2 separate regions of the Rattus norvegicus genome follow, and region 1 is linked to region 2. The links are chromatin contacts, called in public Hi-C maps. All regions are on one chromosome and are shown on one strand. The core of a region is the stretch at or near the end of the contact, and the rest is flanking DNA. Distances in the headings are between cores, read along the strand shown.

Evidence for each region. A called contact is a pair of places that touch in the nucleus more often than the background predicts.
Region 1: a contact with region 2 is called in a Hi-C map of liver, with 2.2 times the contacts expected there. The contact joins the promoter of Pdxdc1 here to the promoter of Bfar in region 2. A contact is called at or near these places in 2 of 12 Hi-C or Micro-C datasets (liver and mammary epithelial cells).

What each region holds. Positions count from the first base shown.
Region 1 is chr10:2,531,156-2,537,539 of GRCr8, reverse strand. Pdxdc1 (pyridoxal-dependent decarboxylase domain containing 1) reads right to left here and starts at 5,028. Exons shown (of 24, transcript NM_001134961.1): 1 at 4,839-5,028. The coding sequence starts at 4,859. It also overlaps a transcript of Mpv17l not described here.
Region 2 is chr10:2,054,523-2,060,838 of GRCr8, reverse strand. It overlaps Bfar (bifunctional apoptosis regulator), which reads right to left and starts at 1,598. Exons shown (of 8, transcript NM_001013125.2): 1 at 1,507-1,598. It overlaps Parn (poly(A)-specific ribonuclease), which reads left to right and starts at 5,117. Exons shown (of 24, transcript NM_001270415.2): 1 at 5,117-5,258; 2 at 5,665-5,742. The coding sequence starts at 5,240.

The DNA of each region.
Region 1 (6,384 bases), core at 3,779-6,278, 470 kb before region 2:
TAGAACTCCAACACAGCAAGTTCCATCCAATGGGTAATCATTTACTGCTGTACCTACCGTGTACCTGCATGCAAACTCCTCCCTTTCAATGAGAGCAAAACTGTCAGCCATCACGCTTACACAGAAGTCCCTCTACAATAAATCAAAGAGTGGACTCTGCCTCAGTACAAACAGAAACGAATTATTCAGATTATTTTCTTGTGATTAAAAGATTTATTATTTTTATTTATATGTATGTGTGTGAGGCTTCATGAATTTATGGGGATTATAAAGCATTAAGTACCTTGGGAAGCCAGAGGGTTTCAGTCACATACCCATGGAACTGGAGTTACAGGCAGTTGTGAGCCACATTACATGAATGCCGGGAGCCAAAACTAGGCCTTCGGCATGGGCAGTAAGCACTCAGCCACTAAGTCTTCTTTATAGCCCCTGTATCATGCTTTTTAAAGGAAAACATAGAACTTTGGGCGATCCTTTACAAGGATCAGGGATGTTCTAATCGTGCTGCATTTGTTCCTCTTTATATATGTCTAACAGTAAGATAATAACTTTTTTTTTCAAAATCAGACTCAAAAGAGACATGTTTAGTGTAGGGTAAGGACAATAAGAAAAAATGGGGGCACAGAGTGCTTCCCTAGTACTCACAAGTCCCCAGTACTATACAAAGTTAGGTGTGATGACGCATACCTGTAATCCTAGCACAAGGTGGTGCGGACAGACAGTGAATTCAGGGCAATCCTTGGCTACACAGTGATATCCCTTCTCAAAAACAAACAAAACAATGCAAACAAACAAACAAAAAAATCCAACAACAGTGGGTGGGCTTAGGTGAAAAACAGAATTGAAGTTGCCTCTTTCAGAGATTAAGTGGCTCTAATTAAACCAGACAGCACTCTTGCATTGGTGACTGAAATGGTCTAGCTCTGTATGGTAGCATACACACTGGGCTGTTGAGCACTAAGAATGTGGTTAGTAATATGGCTAGAATGCCAAGGGAATGAATTGTCTATTCTGCTTAATTTCAGTATATCTTGATTTAAGTTGGTAAATGTAACTAGTGGCTCCCTAACTGAACAGCAGCTCTGGGTTGTCAGTTAATGATTTCCAAGCAGAGGCAATTCCTCCCACCCCATCTGGAGCCATTTTTAATTGTCACAGCTGGGATGTACTGCTAGTGGACAGAGGCCAGGGTTTCGGTTAAACTTGGTGCATTGCAATGAACCTCCCACATAGAAGAATCAGTGGAAACAAATGTCAGCAGTTGAGAAGCTTGAGAAACTGTCTGGAGTTTGTTCAAGGGTGGAGCTAAAGCAAACAGAACAAACTGCAGCACACCTTGCTTAAATAAAACACCTGAGAAGAATGACATTTTTCATTCAACATGAAAAGGTTTAAAGCAGCAAGACATTACTGAAAAGTGCATGCAGTGAATAACTGATATGGTCCCTCGTGGCCCCAATAAGTACATCCTGTGCTAGAAGTAACTTGAATATTAACATAATATTAAAACTATTATCCGAGATCTTTTGTTTTTTCTTTTTTAATTTATATGTACATGTACATGTGTATGTATGCCATGCTTATGCAACTACTTTCTGAAACCAGAAGATGTCAGAGCCCCTGAAGCTGGAGTTACAGGTGATTAGAAGCCACCTTGGATCCTCTGAAGGAGCAGTAGAGACTCCTAATCACCAAGTCATCTCTCCAGTCCAGAACCCTGTTTCTAACATGCTGAACATAAGATGCTAAAGGATACCTAGCCACTTAAAACTTTCTTTCGGATTTACTTTATATGTTATGGGTGTTCTGCCTGCATGTTTATGTGTACCACATCCATGCTTGGGCCTGGGGAGGTCAGAAGAGGATGCTGGATCCCATGGAGCCGGATGTAAACAGTTGTGAGCCACAAAGTGTTGGGAATTGAACTTAGGTCCTTTGGAAGAGCAAGCAACAAGTGTTCTTAACCATTAAATTCAGCCACCTTACCCACTTTTTGGGGGAGGAAGGGAAGCAGATTTACTTACAAAGAGCTATTCTCAGAGAAAAGGTGACCTCGGTTCTTCCTAGTCCCTCTCTTTCTAGTTTCCTGTCCTTTCCCTTGGCCTATCTGATATGGAGATACTACTGTGAAAGAAAACCAAAGTAAGGCAAGAAAAGTGATTGTCCTTCTTATTTACAAGTTTGCATATTACCTCAAGAAAAAGCGGGGTAGAGTTATGGTTTGATCAAGGGAATGTATGGAGTGATATCACATCACATCCAGGAGCAGCAGACCCCACCCTCCTAATGCTGCTATCCTTTAATACACTTCCTCATGGTGTGGTGACCCCCCAACCACAAAACTACTTCATTGCTACTTCATAACTAAAATTTTGCTACTGTGATAAATAATAATGTAAATATCTGATATGTACGATATCTGATATATGACTCCTGTAGGGTAACAACCAACTGGTTGAGAACTGCTGTCCTAGAGGAAGAGATATTGAAGTTTCAGAGGATAAATATCAAATAATACTGTGGTTTCTGTGGTTTTATAAAGTATGCAGGGTCAGATAAAGCGGAATCATTTAGAGCTACTCAAAAAACTCTCGATTTTATACTAGAAACATAGAATCTATCCCAAATTAGCCTAATCCTCAAAGAAACTGGAACAATAGACATAATTTAATGTTTCACTTCAAACTATTTCTCAGAACACAAAGTCATTTGAATTCATAATACATCAAAGCCTTTTCTGTCCAGTTAGCATTAACTGAAATTACTCACTATATTTAAAGTTTTCTAATTACTTCATGGAATATAAAAATAAGAGCCCTAACTTTTTTTTTTAAAGCAGTGTTTCTCTGTGTAGCCCTGACTGTCCCTCCCTCTGTAGACAAAATTGACCTTGAACTCAAAAGTTTGCCTGCCTCTGCCTTCCCAAATCCTGGGATTAAATTTGTGGGCCACCACCTGTCTGAGCCCTAGCTTTTAAAACAAAAGCTACATTTATAATTTTCACATTGGCCTAAGGCAGCAACTTTCAGCCCACATATTCTGAACTCCTCAAAGTTCAATGCAATTAAAGTTCCATCCTTAAGCATGCTAGAGTTTCAGTACCTCCTCAGATTTTCTTTGGAGGGTTTAAAATATTTTATCATCACTTAATATACAGAAAGAATGCCATCTACAGTAGAGTTCCTACCCACTTTCAGTTTTCAGATATTCTCAAAGGAAAGGTCATCTCGTTCTTTCAGGTTTCTAATGGAATGACTTAAAGCCTTATTAAGAAATGTGAAACAGGATATTTTCAGCATCATATTCAACTACTGGAGTTACACACATAATCTCAACCAGTTTTCTCAACTTCTTAATTGCTGATAGTTCCCTCATGTGTAGAATGGTCCTGTGCAACAGAGAATATTCAACAGTATGCTTGGGTTCCCAGCAGTACCGCCCTTGAATTCCTAGTACTCTAGGTTAAAACATCCCCAGAAATTGCTAAATGTCCCTGGGGAACAAACCTAACCCAGAGTTGAGAATTGCCAATCCAAGTAAAGCTCATGGTACCAAAGAGTAGACACTATGCTAGTCAGTCAGAAGAATCAAGAAAAAGAAAAAAGAAAAAAACCATCTTTTTCTCTGATTGCTTTCCACCCAATTTATACTAAATAGCTGAGGAGCAAGAGATGCCACTGTGTGCACATGAAGACATCTGGCTTAATTTCTACAATTACTGCTTTCGACTCTCCAGTGACAAGTGAACAAATTACTACAGCAGCTGCTTCTCTGAGAAAAGTTATTCCAAGCCAGGCATGATGGTGCAGTCCCCTAAAACCAGCAGTTTGGGAGGCAAAGGCAGAAGGATCACTTTAAGTTTGGGTCACCCTACTCTATATAGATACAGACTAGCCAGGGTTACAAAACCCAGGGAGGCGGGTGGAACAAGAAGAGATTGAAGAAGGGGGCAAGGTTGGTGGGAAGGATGAAAGCAAGGATTGATTTCAGTTGTGGGGAAAACTAGGATTTTACATCAGACTGGATAAGCAGAATTTCAAGAAGGGACAAAGAGAAAAGACTGGCACTGAAAGCACGGTCCATGAAGAAACCCAAGGACCTGTTTGTTCTCAATTGCCAGCCCTTGGGTGGGAACAATTAGTCTATTTTAACATGCCCGAGTAGGCAGCCAGGTCCATCAAGTTGCTGTTGCCCTAAGGGTTGAACAGGGGTAGACACTGGTTACTATGGAGTTGGAGTTGACCTAAAGGCCTCTGGTGATTCTGAGAAAGAGGAATCCAAAACGTTGTGAGACCAGCGGGGACCACCTCCTCCTCCAAATAAACTCACCAGTTCTGGATCCTAGGGCTTCTAGCCTGGGTTTGCAAGCTACAGCACCGGAATCACGTGGGAAAACTTGTTAAACTCAACAAACTGAGCTCCCGCCCATCCCAGTTTCAGTTCCGAGGCTGCAAAACCAAGTCCACAGGTGATTCCTATGCCCACCAAAGTTCACAATTTGTCTAACTTGGAAAGCAACTGTGACATCTGGGGCTTTGCAGTGGCCTCCGCGACAACTCGGACTTTTCCCCGTGCGCTTCTGGGGTCCACACCTATAGCTCCTGTCACCCTACAGGACCAGCGCGGGTTCAGGCCCGGCTCCACGCCGACCCTCGGGAAGCCAAGGCCGGTTCCGACAGCACCGGACCCACCTCCCCCTCAGCCACCGGGACCCGTGACGTGGCCCGGCCCAGGCAGGACGCCCTCCACCAGCGAGATTCCTTAGTCCCACGGGGAAACCAGTCACCCCGGTAGCGGAGACCTGGGACCACAGCGCCGTCCGATCCCTCCGTACCGACCTTCTCCAGGGACGCGTCCATAGCTGAGGCGTTTGGTGTTGGTCCCGCGGTGCCGGGAACTACTTCCGCCTCCCGCGGCCCACAGCGACTTCCACGCTGGCAGCGCTGACGTCCCCGGCGCCCGCAGCCGGCCGGGCGGAGAGGAGGAGGAGCTGCCCCGCAGCGCGGCCAGCAGGGATCCTGCGGCTTGCTGAAGGCGGGGCGAGACCTGTCGGGTGGGCGGGGTCTCCTGGGGCGGGGCCTCTTCCAGGCTTCCGTACTCGGACGTCACGCTGGCCGGTCCTAACTCTACCACGCGGGGGAAACCCAGTCTAAAAAGCGGTCCAAACTCAACTTTGCTATAAGCCTGTGGTGACCATCACAATGAGATATCCACCAGGTAAAATAGTATCGACTCAGCTGCACGTCTGGAGCCAGGCTTTCAAATCCTTGGCCGTCAACACCTGTCAGAAACGGAGTAGTTAATTTACCTCAGCAGCCTGAGGCCAGCGCCCACTTGCGCATGCGCGGGATGGTGGCTGCCTCGCGCTCTAGGATTTTTATGTTGTTGTTGTTGGATTGGGAGATAGGCTGGGTTCTTAAGTGGCTGCTCTTTGGAAGGGATGCTGGTCAGAGCTGAATGTTTTTCTGTCAGCTCTTCCCTCAAAAGTCCAGATGAATTTGAGGCCTCTGGTCTGGCGTCGTCCCTCATGTCACAATGATGGCTTGTCGGGGGATGGGTAATAATGATAATAATAGGTCTGTTGCCTTTCTATTTTATATCACAGTCTTTTGATATGGAATCATTATTATCCGTGTTAGGTTTAGTTCCTTGCAGCCCGACAGTACACCGCCTTATCTCCGCTTTATTCCCGCTAGGTGGGGGTGGTGGGTTTTTTAGTGAGAGCCTGCAGGATTTGTTTCCTATCTTCGCTCATCTACTGATGGGTAGCTGAAATGGGATCTACCACCATTGCGGTCAGTGAAACTTCCTGGACAGAAGACTGATGATGCTAAAAACTACAAAGCTATTCCTGCCCTCTCCTGTTTCTTACGCAGCATCGTCCCCCAAGCTTGGGTCGGGTTGTCAGTGAAATAATTATCTGCGAGAGGTCTCTACTTTGCATTTGGATAAATGGCCTGCTTATGTTAATAATAGCAAAGAAATCATGTGTGCTACTTTAGAGTAGGAAAATCAATGATTCTCTAGTGAATGGGGGGGGGGAATGATGAAATGGTGCCCCTCAAAGACTGAAAAATTGAATGTGTTCCTGCTTGAACAAAACAACGTGTTATGAAATTTTCCAAACCTTTAGAAAGGACAAAAGAATTGCAGTGAACAATCATGTGCCCATTAGCTAGGTTAGTTGCCATTTTCTTATATTTGTTTCTATCACTTATGTATTCAGATAACTGTCAATCAATATGGATAGTTACATTACAACTCTGAACACTTCAATATTATTGAAGACTTTTTGTTTTTGTTTTTGTTTTTTTGTTTTAGGCAGAGGTACAAGAAATGCCCCCTCCCCTACCTCATGAGTTGGAGGCTAGTCTAGAATACATG
Region 2 (6,316 bases), core at 349-2,848:
GGAAACTCTAGCCCCAGTGTCACTTCAGAGTTTCATTTTCTCCCTTCTCCATTTCCTGTTACTCAATTCAGAAAGCCAGGAACATCAGAAGTCCAAGAATTATTCTTGGCCAGCCTGGACTACACAAACCCTTTCTCAACAAATAAAACAAACCAAGGCATGGTGGCATTTAACCTCCACAGGCAGGTGGATTTCTGTGCATTCTTGGCCAGCCTGGTCTGAGTTATCAGACAGCCAGGACTACACAGAGAAACCCTGTCACAAAACAAAAACAAAAACACAAAACAAACAAACAACAAAACCACCAACCCCAGGCTCCCCCTCCCTCAAAACCCAAACAAATAAACAAACAAAAAGACCAAAACCCAAAGTTAAGTCTTCAGAGTGAGGCTAACCTGGGGTCCCAATCTGGTCACCCCTTGTTCTTTGAGCCTCGTTTTTTTCCCGTGTATCAGTCCGCACTGATATCAACGCTAAAGAATTGTTGTCAAATTAGATGTCAAACTGCGTCCACAGATAGGTAAAAAGTTTGCTGACTGTTATTAATAGCATTATTAACAGTCACATTTTACCAAATGCTGGCTACAGTGTGCTTAGAATTTATAACCCCAGAGGGAAAGGGGAAAAAGGGTGTGTGTGTTGTGTGTGTGTCTAAACAGCCTCCGAGAGAGTACGGTTTTCCTATCAGGTTTATGGATGATATACCCAGGCATACAACGAGCACTTGGGTCGGGATACATCCAGGCTGTTTATAAAATAGCAGTGACAAAAATAAAACTTCATTGGCACGTGCAGTCCGTACCTAAAGATGAGAGGAAAACTCCTTCGTATTGGTCTCTCCTGGTGTGACGTTGGGGCCACTCCAAGGACGGACCAATGGGATTCCGTGGGGAGGACCCAACGGCGACAGTTGAGAGCATAAGGCTCCCACTTTCTCTTCTCAACCAAAGTTATGGGTGCCCCCCACCTTGCCCAGTTAAAGATCCCCAGTTAGACACATCGTCTCGGTCTTTAAACACACACGCGCGCACGCGCGCTCTCCTTAGCATACGGTTTCTGAGTCTTGACTATGGGAATGAGAAGACAAGCCCCAGTGTCACTTTGGAGTCTGATGTTCCGTTATCCTTATTTCCCATTATGAACCTTCTGCCTTGAGATAGGAAGGTGCCTCGATCTAGCGGCCGTGGCGGGCACCCGTAGCCCCTAAATGAGTGGAAACAAGACCCCCTTCTCTGTCACCCTCCGAGGGGCTCTGACCCAGACCCGGAAGGCGAGGACTAGAGACCCGCGGTGGAATGGCTCTTCGCCTCGGAAGGGAAGGGGAACTGCCAAGCTGGGATCCGCAGTCTTGCCGGTGTGCTCAGGCCAGGGTGAGGAGGCCCGAGGGTCTGGGCCCACCCTGCCAGCGCCGCTCCGGGAGCGGGTTCAGTTCGGTCTCCCGCGCCAAACTCTCATGCCAAGCGCCCTGCCGCCTCATTACCCACCACACACCGTGCCGAAGCTCACCTCGCCACTAGTCCTGGGACCCACTCCGTCACTGCCACCCGCCAGGACCCCGCGGAAGTAGAGGACAAGCGGCAGGCTTCGTTTCCGGAAATAACGTAGGACTGCGGACCGACTCTGACCAGCTCCTGCAACCATAGAGAAGAGACCGCTTTAGGCTCTTAACCCTGCGCGACCTCCCTGCTGCCTAGAGCGGCTGCTCCAGCGACCCGCGGGCGCATGCACAGCAAAGCGTCCTGCCCCTTCCTCTTTTCCTTCCGAGCCAAGCAGACGTCATCGCCCGGGAATCGGGAGGTGTTACCTTTCCCTTGTTTAGCTGCATTATTCAGATATCAGAGTCTCTCACAGTGCCCCGTATGCACCATAATAAATCTTAACTTCACATTTATGCAGATACCCACAAAACCCTTCTTAAAGCTTCATTTTTAGGGTCGGGATTTGGAATAAAATGACGTTATCTCGTTTACTCTGCAGCTACCCACCTTGATCTGGATCTGTTGAGAACTCAACAGTGCTGTGTTTTCAATCTATGACATTGTGACACCAGGCTAGGCAGGCGGATCTCTTGTGAGTTCGAGGCCAGTCTAGCCTACAGAGTGAATTCCAGGACAGCCAAAGTTACATAGTGAAACTTAATTTTTTTTTTTTTAAGTTTCTGTTTCTTAGATCTGGTGTAAACTGCAGGGAGTAGGCAAGAAGAGTAGAAGTTAAAGGCTGGGCTGGAGAGATGGCACTGACTGCCTCTCCAAAGGTCCTGAGTTTGATTCCCAGCAACCACTTGGTGGTTTATAACCATCTGTAATGGGATCTGATGCCCTCTTCTGGTGTGTCTGAAGACAGCTACAGTATATTCATACAGATAAAATAAATAAATCTGAGGAAGAGGAAGAAGAAGAAAAGAAGGAGGAGGAGGAAGAGGAGGAGAAGGAGAAAGAAGAAGAAGTTGTTGAAGTCTGTCTGGCATGGTAGTACTTTAACCCCAGTATTCAGAAGGCAGAGGCAGGCCAGTCTCTGTGATTTAAAAGCCAGCCTGGCCTACAAAGTGAGTCCAATACAGCAAGGGCTGTGTTGTACAGAGAAGCTCTGTCTTGAAAAAAAAAAAAGTTCAAGGCCACCCCTTAGGTATGGAGTGAGTTTGAGATCAGCCATCTCTAAATAAATAAATAAATAAATAAATAAATAATAAATAAATAAGAGTGTTCTTTTCAAATTGGTAACGAGTAAAAATGATCTGTGCCAGCAGAATTTACTTTCTGGAGAGTAATCCAATAAAGTATAAACTTTTCCCCCATTGTGGTAGGAGATATATTAACAGAATTTACCATTAGTTTTTTTTTTCTTATTAAGACACAGCCTTTGTAGTCCAGGTTAGTCCTGAATTCAAGTTCCTCTCGAATGAACTCCCCAGATGTTTGGATTACAGGTGTGTCCCACCATACTCCTGTTTGCTTGGAGACTAGGTTTCTCTGTGTAGCTGTCCTGGACCTCAAGCTGTAGACCAAGCTGCACTTGAATTCACAGACATCCACATGCCTCTGTGTCTTGAGCAAAAGGTAGGTATACATAGTACTTAGTATAATAAAAGTTATATTTTATTATGCTCAGGTTCATCACACAGGTTTACAATCTCAATTCCTAATTCTGGTCCTAAGCCTATTTTCCCAAGACTGCTCACCTGTGTGATATATCTTAGCTGAAGATCAGATCTAGTCTCTAACAGAAGTCTCTGAGAGTCAGGATCCTGGGAGAGACTTTTGAACTGCAGGGCAGGTAGAGGTGTCATCACTCCAGATGTGCAGAGCAGACACACACACACACACACACACACACACACACACACACAGACACAGACACACAGAGACAGAATAATTTCCTAAGTTTTGTGACTCTCACTAATACATTCTGTCAAAATAAATAAAGAAGTAAACTGTATATATCCAATGTGTGAGGATTTATTGGAATGACTTACAAGCTGCAGTCCAGCTAACCTAACAATGACTAGCTGGGACCAGGAAGTCGAAAAATCTAGTAGTTGCTCAGTCTCATAAGGCAGGATGTCTCAGTTGGTCATTTGGAAGTAAGTCCTCAATGCCAGTGAAGGAATGGACTTGCTACCAAGGCATGGGCAAGCAGGCAAAGAGTAAGCGCTTCCTTCTTCTATGTTCTTAAATAGGCAGAAGATTGGCCCAGATTAGAGTTGTGTGATCCTACCTCAAGGTCTAGATTAAAGGTGAGTGTGTCCTTGCCTCAAGATCTGGATCAAGGGCTGGAGATGGTGTGATTAATTAAGAGCACTGACTGCTCTTCCAGAGGTCCTGAGTTCAATTCCCAGCAACCACATGGTGGCTCACAACCATCTGTAATGGGATCTGATGTCATCCTCTGGTGTGTCTGAAGACAGTGACAGTGTACTCATATACATAAAATAAATAAGTAAATCTTAAAAAAAAGATCTGGATCAAACATGTATGTCTTCATATCTCAAAGGTCTGGATGAGAAGTGGATTCACTCACTTCAAACCAAGCAGAAAATCTCTCACGAGTGTGGCCTCCATTTCTGGATTGTAGTTTATTACAGATATAGTCAAGTTGACAATCAAGAATAGCCATCACATGGGGTCTCATTCACTCGTCAGAGGATAAATATTGAAAAGATTACAGCCCCTGTGAACACTTTATCTCTCCTGCAAGCCAGCAGGGGCTGCCCAAGAAAACCCTGAAACTCTCTTTGAGATGAGCTGAGTGTGGGACTGGAGGGATGGCTCAGAGGTTAAGAATACTCGCTGCTTTTGTAGAGTGTTAGGCCACAAAGTAGGCTCCCCCAAATGGCTTTTCCTTTTCTGATTACCTAAGAAACCCTGCTTCCCCATCACTCTCTGCTGCAGCAGTTTGCTCTTTATCTCAACAGCAACTATCACATTTCCAAACAAGTCTGATTCTGTCTGGCTTTTTTCCTTCCGCAGCAATGGGACAATCACCAGGCTTTCTCATCACAGTATCTCCATCCTACCAAAGTGGCACAGAACCAGAACTCAGTAAATGGGGGTGTGGGGGCAGGGGTATAGAGATGGTTCCATGGGTAAGAGCATTTGCTGCAGAATCAACAAGACTCGTGTACAAATCTCCAGCACCTCTTGTAAACCTAGTGTTGGGAGTCAGAGACTCAAGTTTAGTGATGGGCCCTGCCTGTCTCAAGTAAGGTGGAGAATAAGAACAGACCCCGGACGTCTTCCTTTGCTCACCACTAGTGATCACTGACCCCCACATATGCTTCTCCAACACTACTCCACAAATTAAACAAATATTATATATTTGTATTTATAAAATTATTATTATTTTTTAGACACTTTCATTATGTTCCCTAAGCTGGCCTCGAATTTGCAATTCCCCTGCCTCATCCTTCTCAGACCCGGAGTTAGAGACCCAGGGGAGACCAGTCCATTAATCTCTTGATCAACCAGGTTCAGGACAGGAAACTTCTCCAACACGTGGGCAAGGCTTGAAACTTTGATAGCAAAGTCCTTTCCCCTTTCTAGGCAGCTGGGTGGGCCCCGGCCCCTCCCCTGACGTGTCACAGCCTAGACGCAGGCGCAGCGGCGCGCGCTGTTTCCGGAAGTGTCCAGCACGGTCTGTTTCGTGGCGGTCTCGGACACCCCCGCCGCTGCTTTTGCTACGGAACTCTGCGCGTGGACCGGCGCCGGCCTGGGCGGGGCCAAGGTTCCGTCTGCGCCGCGGGATGGAGATAATCCGGAGCAGTGCGTGTCCGCCGCACAGCCCCCTTCCCTGTCCCCAAGCCCACCCAGCGTGCTAGGCCCAGACCTCGTGTGCTTGGCGGGGCCCGGGACAAGTCAGTCTCGTCCCTCATTACATCCTCTGAAAACTGGTGCTGCTGGAGGGACTTGTCACTCTGCAAAGCGTGCACCCTTGGCATCCATGCTTTTCTCTGCTCACCTGCTCAGGCCTATCCCTTTTCAGCCGTGCGTACTTCGAGGCTTGACTCCTGTTACCTAGTCACCCCTGGAGGAGGTGTCCCCGTGTGGTCCTTACACTTAGAGACTTGTCCGTCTTCTGTGATGCCCCGGGCGCTCCTCCGGACCGTTCTCCCATCTCCCTTTAGTTGGTGGACTACCTGTTCTGAGCCTCTTCTTGGTTTCTCTGCAGATTTTAAGATTAATCTTCCCAAAGTGTACCAGGCCATAGAGGAGGCTGACTTCTTCGCCATCGATGGGGAGTTTTCAGGTATCACTCCGTTGAAAGCTCTGGGCTTACACCTTTTATAGCTAAGGTTCCTTGCCTCATTTCTCACCGGTCATGGCAAAAGCCTGGGAGAGATGTGGTGGTTTTGTGGTTGGTCAGGGTGTGAGATTTGTGGATGGAGATTATGGTTCTGGTGCTGCTTAAACTAATTTAGATGTGTATGGTTAAAAAGCAGAGGTTTAGATTAAGGTCTTTACCATTTGACAAAATACACCTATTCAAGTTTATCGTTTCGAAATTGTGTGTGTGTGTGTACAAATAGGTATATGAGTGGCTTGTCTGTGTGTGAGTGGAGGCCAGAGGTTGTTTTGGGGTATCTTCTCACTTTGCTTATGTTTATAATAAGTTTTCAATGCACTTCTTTTGTTGGATCTAGAGTTGGCTATTTTACGTAGATGGCTGGCCAACAGGCCCCCAGATCTATCTCTCCCACAAGACCCTTGCTGGGGTTACAGGTTACAGCTGTGTTACTGTGTGTTGACATGCTCAGTTTTTATATGGTGAAGGTCCATATTCAGGTTCTCCTGTTTGCATGGCAAGCACTTTACTTTGAGAC